Regions from separate parts of the Sus scrofa genome. Here regions 2 and 3 are each linked to region 1. A link is a contact called in public Hi-C and HiChIP or PLAC-seq data. All regions are on one chromosome and are shown on one strand. The core of a region is the stretch at or near the end of the contact, and the rest is flanking DNA. Distances in the headings are between cores, read along the strand shown.

Region 1 (2,700 bases), core at 78-2,577:
TATTTTATAAACTGAGACGTCTGTAGGCCTAAATATTAAAATCCATCCAAGACATTTAGGCAAAGGTAGGTATTACCACTTTTATACATTTGTCATGTTTCTTCAGAAGTAATACTTTCCAGGATATATTATTAAATACAAGGGCACTTATTTAATTGCCTTTATGGACATGCAAATGTTGTTTTAGAACTGAGTATTCTCTTTCTTGCTGTGGTCATTTTGTTCAGGTGAATTACATAATTTTAAAAATATGTTGCTTAGTAGGTTACTTCTTGTATATTGAAGTCACAAGGTTACTTCTTGTATATTGAAATCACAACGTATTTTGTGATGGTCTAAGAACTTATAAAAATCACTTGGCATTTGTTTCTTTTTTTTTTTTTTTTTTTTTTTTTTTTTTTTTTTGGTCTTTTTTGTCTTTTGTTGTTGTTGTTGTTGTTGCTGTTTCTTAGGCCGCTCCCGCGGCATATGGAGGTTCCCAGGCTAGGGGTTGAATCGGAGCTGAAGCCACCGGCCTACGCCAGAGCCACAGCAACGCGGGATCCGAGCCGCGTCTGCAACCTACACCACAGCTCACGGCAACGCCGGATCGTTAACCCACTGAGCAAGGACAGGGACCGAACCCGCAACCTCATGGTTCCTAGTCGGATTCGTTAACCACTGCGCCACGACGGGAACTCCTGGCATTTGTTTCTTTGTATCTATTATTTACTCATCCCCACCCCATCGAACGAAAGAACTGCTTTTTAGTTAAAATGTATATACCTGATACATAAAATACTTGTAAGATAACATAATTTACTGATTTCTAATTCTTATTTAAACTACGTACCTAACTATCACAATGTTAGTGAAAAGTAAATAATCACAGGGAACACATTTTAGTTTACATTGGAAGGTAGTTTACAAATTTTTCGTTAAAGTAACGTCTCCTCCTGCATTGTATTAGCTTGATGCAAATAAGCTATCCCATCCCGACTCTTAAGTCCTGATAGAGACCAGTACAATTCATTTGCATTGACTTTCTATTGTAGAGCTTTGGAACCAAGGGAAGGATCCAAACATAGCTCCATTTTATCCAATCAGAAGAGCCGCTTAGTGCCAACCTCTGATTCGTCCATTCCTCTTTGCATTCACCCAATCGTTAGGCCACTTTAACAGCCAATCAGTGGCCTAGACATCCGCCAATCAGGAAACGGGGCCGAAGCACGGCCTTTGTGTCGGGGGATGTCAGCGCGTCGGCGAAAGTGTCAGCCAATAGGAAAAGTCGTTGGTGTATGCAAATTAGGGTCCTATGACGCAGAGACGCAGCGTGAAGCGTGGGTATAAAAGCGGAGGCTTAGGGGGGGCCTGGAGCGCAGAGCGGTTTGGTCGTTCGTTGGAGTTGCTTCTTGCTTTGGTTCGGCGACTGCGGCTCTTCATTGGGCGGCGGGAGCGGCACGGCGGTGGGGGAAGCGGCCTCAGACTTCGCTGTTGGGTAAGTCTCGGCTTTGCCTGCGGCTTGAGGCCCTGCCGGCCGTTGATGCCGCGGGCCACGACCGTTGGGAGCTGAGTGCCGGCTGGTGCGGGCTGCTCTGACTGCTGCTGGCGACTCTGGGGTCGGGTGGTTTTCCCTTGGGGCTTCGCTCCGGAACCGCGTCTCCGCCTCTTTCCCGCTGGTGATTCAGAGGTCCCGACTCCGGGTTCCCGGCAGCTGGGCCTCCGCCCGTCGAGGAGGGGAAGTGACTCCTCCCCGCGCCCCCCCTCCCAGGGGAGGCTGCTGCTACTCGCCGCCTGAGTCATTAGGGGAGGGGGGGTGGAGGCGGCGGCCCTCGGCCATCTGCCGCCCGCCGTGGGGCGCAGGGAGGCGGGAGGGCAGGCGCGCCGGGCGTCCCGCCCTCTGCACGCTCGCCGTCTCACCCCGGGAGGCGAGCGTCGCGGCCCCCGAGTCACGGGTGTCTCCTGCAGGTAAAAGAAAATGGCCCGAACCAAGCAGACTGCTCGTAAGTCCACGGGTGGGAAAGCGCCCCGCAAACAGCTGGCCACTAAAGCTGCCAGGAAAAGCGCTCCCTCTACCGGCGGGGTGAAAAAACCTCATCGCTACAGGTAGGCAGCGCGGCAGGGAGACAATGACTCGGCGGGCGCGCCGCGAGTTGGACCCTCTGGCTGCTTGCTCGGTCCTGTCACTTAACTGGTGTCCCTTTACGCCCTTCCTGCTCGCTCCAGGCCCGGGACCGTCGCGCTTCGAGAAATCCGTCGTTACCAAAAGTCCACGGAGCTTCTGATCCGGAAGCTGCCCTTCCAGAGGTTGGTGAGGGAGATCGCCCAGGATTTCAAAACTGACTTGAGGTTCCAGAGCGCCGCCATTGGTGCGCTTCAGGTGAGACGGCGGTGGCAGGGGCGGAGGGCTGGCTTGTGTGCGGTGGTCCTTGGAGGGAGTTTAATGTGTGGCTCTTGTCCTCAACAGGAGGCTAGTGAAGCGTACCTGGTGGGTTTATTTGAAGATACCAATCTGTGTGCCATCCACGCTAAGAGAGTCACCATCATGCCCAAAGACATCCAGTTGGCTCGCCGGATACGGGGAGAGAGAGCTTAAGTGAAGGCAGTTTTTATGGTGTTTTGTAGTAAATTCTGTAAAATACTTTGGTTTAATTTGTGACTTTTTTTGTAAGAAATTGTTTATAATATGTTGCATTTGTACTTAAGTCATTCCATCTTTCA
Region 2 (2,700 bases), core at 106-2,605, 300 kb before region 1:
AGCTGTAGCTCTGATTGGACCCCTAGCCTGGGAACCTCCATATGCTACAGGTGCAGGGGCCGCCCCCCCAAAAAAAAACAGGCTGTGAAGGGAGCAAGCTCTTGCTTCCTCCCTATCCCCCACCCCCCAGAAAGAGCATCCCTGAGAGTTGGGCAGTTGGGGCCTCTAGGCGACCCTCACATTTGTGCTCTGAACAAGTTTGGGAATGAAAGCCAAGCAACCGAGGCTGCAGCTGAAACACCGCTTTCTCCTTTGGCTGAAGCAGCTTGTGCTGAGTATAGTTAGGGAATCACAGCTTTTACCAAATCAGTGTCCACTGCCAACAGCATGTGCCTGACATTGGGCTGGGAATCACCGAAACTGGTCTTTTCATTCTTTTATTTATTTATTTAATTTTTCTTCTTTTGGTCTTTTTAGGGCCGCACCCACAGTATATGGAGGTTCCCAGGCTCGGGGTCGGGGACAGAGTGCTCACCCATGGCCCCAACAGCATCTGAAACCATAATCCTGACTTGTGAGCCACCCAGCCCGGCCAGGGTGTCTGCTTTGGAGAGGGCTGTGTGGTTTTACTGGCGGGGTTGGTGAGGACCAGGCTGTGGGTAGAGAACTATAAGTCTGCAAACAGTGCAAGGCGAAGCCTGAGAGATCTGAGACCTGTCTAAGGGCTTGGGGCCCAGGGTGGTGGTGTCCTTAGGGAGAGACTGAGGCATGCATGCATTCAGACACACGGGGAGCATTTCTCACGGGCCTTGGAGGAAATCAGAAAGCCTTGGTTCCTGCGGCTGCCGGAATGTCTCAACTCCTTGGCGGGGTCTCCTCTAAATACAGCTTGGGGGCGTGGCCGGGGGTGGGGTTGGGAGAGGGTAGGGGACTGGTTCAAGGTTACTGCAGGTACGTATGCTCTGGATCCACTGCAAAACCTAGTTACTTGCACACTGGGCCTGTTCCGTGAGCTTTTAGGGCCAAAGAGGGACACTACACAGGTCCTTGGTTCATTAAATGGGCACAATTGGGTATCTAGTGTGTGACAAGCTCTGTGCTGCGTTTTGTGGGAAAGGCGACATTGGTGCCTGGATTCAGACTTCGATCTGGAGAAAGGAGTTCGTCATTGATTTTGTGAAAGGCGTAAACCTTCCCCCGAAGACGGCCAAGTGAGCTGTTACTGTTCTGCCAGCGACAGGACAAAACACCACCCAAGAACCTTCTCTGATGAGAACAGCAATCCCTTCACCTAGGAGAATCCAGGCCACACCTCCCTGCCACACTCAAGATGGCCACTCCAGACCGCTGTACTGAGTTCTACGCAGGCGCACTTCCACCTGCCACTCCCAATATGGCACCACTAGCGCGCCCCGGGGCGGGGCCACGGGCGGAAGTAGGTGTGACAGGAACGGGAGCCGAGAGGGTCAGCTGGGACGAGGTACTGGGCAGTGGGAGTCGCAGAGTCGAAGCCATGATCCCCCCGCAGGAGGCGTCCGCCCGGCGGCGGGAGATCGAGGACAAGCTGAAGCAGGTGGGGCTGGCACTGGGAGGCGGGGGAGGGGAAGGGGCCGAGATCCGGGCCAGGCATCCACTCAGGGAGGCGTCAGGAGTGGGAAGGGGACACTCCCTGCCAGGAGACTGAGTAGGGGGCGAGACCACGGGAGCGGTGAGCTCCTTTAGCCTCCGGCTTCTGGTGATGTCCTCCTTTGCGCTCCCCCCAGGAGGAGGAGACGCTGTCCTTCATCCGAGACAGTCTGGAGAAGAGCGACCAGCTCACCAAGAACATGGTGAGTAACCCCTCCTCAGCTGGGGGGGCTTCCAGGCGCTGGAGGAGACCCTGCGACCCGGTCGTGCCTGGACCTAAGGGCTGGGGTTCTGGTCTGGGTAGTGACAGCCGTGACGCGTGGGTTTCTCCCGCAGCAGTGTGGCACGTCTCTTACCCCTTGTCAGCCCCTTGGCCTCAGATGCTGCAGTCCCCGCTGGCCTGGACTTTCTGATCTCTGCCTAAGTTCTCCATGCTTCCTTCTCTCCTCTGCAAACACTTAGTGAGACTGACCTAAGTGGGTTGGATGCTGGCCATGTGTCACCCTCAATTCAAGTGAGGGTAGGATGGCCAGGTTACCACTTCTTTTTTTTTTTTTTTGTCTTTTGTCTTTTTGTTTTTGTTGTTGTTGTTGTTATTGTTGCTATTTCTTGGGCCGCTCCCGCGGCATATGGAGGTTCCCAGGCTAGGGGTCCAATCGCAGCTGTAGCCACCGGCCTACGCCAGAGCCACAGCAACGCGGGATCCGAGCCGCGTCTGCAACCTACACCACAGCTCACGGCAACGCCGGATCGTTAACCCACTGAGCAAGGGCAGGGACCGAACCCGCAACCTCCTGGTTCTTAGTCGGATTCGTTAACCACTGCGCCACGACGGGAACTCCATTTTTTTTTTTTTTTAACGCAGTGAATTTTATTACGTTTATAGTTGTACAACGATCATCACAACCAAATTTTATAGCATTTCCATCCCAAACCCCCAGCCCATCCCTCCACCCCCAACCTGTCTCCTTTGGCAACCGTAAGTTTTTCCAAGTCTGCGAGTCAGCATCTGTTCTGCAAAGAAGTTCATTGTGTGCTTTTTTTAGATTCCACACATAAGTGAGAGCATTTGATGTGGGTGTCTCACTGTCTGACTCACTTCACGTAGCATGATCATTTCTAGGTCCATCCATG
Region 3 (2,700 bases), core at 201-2,700, 400 kb after region 1:
CAGGAGCTGTGGTGTAGGTCACAGACGAGGCTTGGATCCTGAGCTGCTGTGGCTATGGCGTAGGCTGGCAGCTGAAGCTCTGAGTCGACCCCTAGTCTGGGAACTTCCATATGCCATGGGTGCGGCCCTAAAAGCCAAAAAAAGAAAAAAGAAAAAATTGCTTTGTTCAGCTCCCAGGAAACCTCCTGACCAGGCCCATCTGTGTGACTGCAGGAAAGAATAAATTAACACATCCCTTCTGAGGCTGACTGGAACCAGGAACTGTGTGACTCCCTCATAAAAGAAGCCGGAATTCTAACCCAGGCCAGACAGTTCTTTGGGACAAGAGTCCACCATCTTCTCAGTCTGCTGGCATTCTCAATAAAGTCATTATTCCTTGCCCCCAAAACTCCTCTTTCATTTTTTTTTTTTTTAATTTTCCTCTTCCAATTTATTGGCTTGTCCTGCAGTGAGGCCAATAAATTGAGTCTGGACTCCGCACCAGTGGCACATAGCTGCTGGTATAGAGGAAATGAGACTGACCAAGGGTTGGTTAATTGCTGAAGTTCAGTAATGACTATATGGTGGCTCATTGAGCTGGTCTCTCTACTACTGCATATGCATGAAAAGATTTTAAATTGTGCAATAAAGGAGATCCTGCAGTGCCAAAAGGTGTTAAGAATCCAGTGTTGCCACAGCTGAGATTTAGGTCACAGCTGAGGTTCGGATTCGATCCCTGGTCCGGGAACTTCCGTAGGCCACAGGACAAAAGAAAAAAAAAATTAAAAATAGATATTGTGCGTCAAAATGATTGCACTAATGTAAAAAACAATTTATTTAAAAATCAGGAAGAAATACTGTCCTGCAAAACGCTGATGCTATTTGCGTAAGAAAGGTAGGATGAGTCATTTCCCCTTTATTTCTACATTTTCTGTAATATGTCTATGTATTTTTATTTTCCTAAGGGCAAACAAAACCTCTGTATTTTTGCCGTCCCCATCTTGGACTTAAAAACTCATCTATTCCCTCCTCCATGGCCTCCAGGCTTTGATTAAGCTTCCCGCCATCTTTTCCAAGTTTAGATTATCCGGATTCTGGAACTACGACGGTTTTGAGGAAAGGAGGTCAAGTCCAGAACGCCCTAAACTTCCGCCGGCCAGCAGGCTGATCTAAAGCGCGGGCCACTTTGCACCGCGACCTCCAAGTACGCAGTCTGGCTTGGGACCCGCCTCCTTCCAACGCGTGGGTTATATTTGCGCACGCGTGCGCCGAGGGACTACATCTCCCAGGAGGCTCTGCGCCTCGCGGGGTAAGGGGGCGGTGAAAACAACCTTGGTAGCGAAGGACTACATTACCCAGAGGTAACTTGAGAGGCGTTGGTCCAGGGGCGGCTTGCAACCATTGGTTCAGCGTCTGTCGGAAGCTGCGCGGTGATTGGTCCCGAAGCCCGTCGGTTCCTGCCAAGAGCAGTTAAATTTTGCTGTTAGCGTGCGCGAGAAGGGAGGGAGAGAAGAGCGCGGAGAGTTCTGCCGCGCCCTCTGAGCTGGGTGAGTGACCTTTACCTCCTCCCTCCTGGCACTTTTCTCGGGGACCTGCACCGTCGCTCCCCTGCTCCCCGGGAGGGGCCCACACGCGCAAGTACTCACGCGGGGGCTGGGACTGTACCCACACGTGTCACGTCTGACGTGAGAAGCATCTTCAGGGACGCAGGGAGCAAAATCCTGGACACGCCCCGGGCACTTCTACACGCGGGAGCCCACCTCGCGGGTGTCTTCTCTGACTCGGAGAGAAAAAACACGCTCAAAGGCACACGTGGACATCTGTGTCCACACGTGGGCACATCTGCAGAGACTCTCAGCTGAGCCCAGGGGCACACACGCTCACCGCGGGAGACCTGCATAGCTGCTGCAGTAGTAAAAGGGGAGTGGCTAAGGGAGACACCAGCGGCTCCCTATCTTCTGAATACTGAATTGTATCATACATGTAATCATATTTCATTTTTTATCTTGTCTCTTCAGATTAAATATCAAGGCTTTTTGGTACAAGAAGGAAATTTTGAACCCGCAGAAAAAGTAAGGCCACTACTGAATTGTGATTTACAAGCCCTTTCACGTGTAAAAAAATTTTACCTTTCTTACAGAGCTTATCACACATGATATCTTGGATGTTCCTTCCAGGAATCTGGCTAGGCAGGGCCACCATCATTACCATTTTCCAGAAGAAAATGAAACCTGCTAGGGGTCCAATCTGAGATATAGCCACGGGCCTACACCACAGTCACAGCAACGCAGGATCTGAGCCGAGTCTGTGACCTACACCTCAGCTCAAAGCAATGGCAGATCTTTAACCCACTGAGCAAGGTCGGGGATTGAACCTTTGTCCTCATGGATGCTGGTCAGATTTGTCTCTGCTGAGTCATGAAGGGAACTCCCTTCTTTTTTTTTCTTATAAAGTAGTTTTCTATTTATTTATTTATTCTTAGGACCACACCCATAGCATATAGAGGTTCCCAGGCTAGAGGTCAAATTGGAACTGCAGCTGTGAATCTACACCACAGCTCACAGCAATGTGGGATCCTTAACCCACTGAGTGAGGCCAGGGATCGAACCCGCATCCTCATGGATCCTAGTAGGATTCTTAATCCACTGAGCCACAGCAGGAACTCCCTGAACTCAGGCTTCTTGATTTGAGGTGTAAGATTATGTCCAGCTATACAGAACG

What was found. Hi-C and Micro-C count contacts between places; a contact is called where the count stands out from the background. HiChIP or PLAC-seq counts read pairs in DNA pulled down with a chosen protein or histone mark.
Region 2: a contact with region 1 is called in a Hi-C map of liver, with 5 times the contacts expected there. The contact joins the promoter of EXOC7 here to the promoter of LOC100521680 in region 1. A contact is called at or near these places in 1 of 47 Hi-C or Micro-C datasets (liver) and 1 of 2 datasets of contacts at active chromatin or transcription factors (alveolar macrophages).
Region 3: a contact with region 1 is called in an H3K27ac HiChIP or PLAC-seq map of alveolar macrophages. The contact joins the promoter of SLC25A19 here to the promoter of LOC100521680 in region 1. A contact is called at or near these places in 1 of 5 promoter capture datasets (fetal liver), 3 of 47 Hi-C or Micro-C datasets (heart right ventricle and liver) and 1 of 2 datasets of contacts at active chromatin or transcription factors (alveolar macrophages).

The regions. Positions count from the first base shown.
Region 1 is chr12:5,630,999-5,633,698 of Sscrofa11.1, forward strand. LOC100521680 (histone H3.3) reads left to right here and starts at 1,328. Exons shown (of 4, transcript XM_003131194.4): 1 at 1,328-1,477; 2 at 1,948-2,085; 3 at 2,206-2,359; 4 at 2,447-2,700. The coding sequence starts at 1,958. The coding sequence ends at 2,575.
Region 2 is chr12:5,330,140-5,332,839 of Sscrofa11.1, forward strand. It overlaps EXOC7 (exocyst complex component 7), which reads left to right and starts at 1,356. Exons shown (of 20, transcript XM_003357964.4): 1 at 1,356-1,513; 2 at 1,704-1,769. The coding sequence starts at 1,454.
Region 3 is chr12:6,032,211-6,034,910 of Sscrofa11.1, forward strand. It overlaps SLC25A19 (solute carrier family 25 member 19), which reads left to right and starts at 1,451. Exons shown (of 8, transcript NM_001164514.1): 1 at 1,451-1,526; 2 at 1,998-2,051. LOC102165522 (a long non-coding RNA gene) reads right to left here and starts at 1,436. Exons shown (of 3, transcript XR_002336994.1): 1 at 1,335-1,436.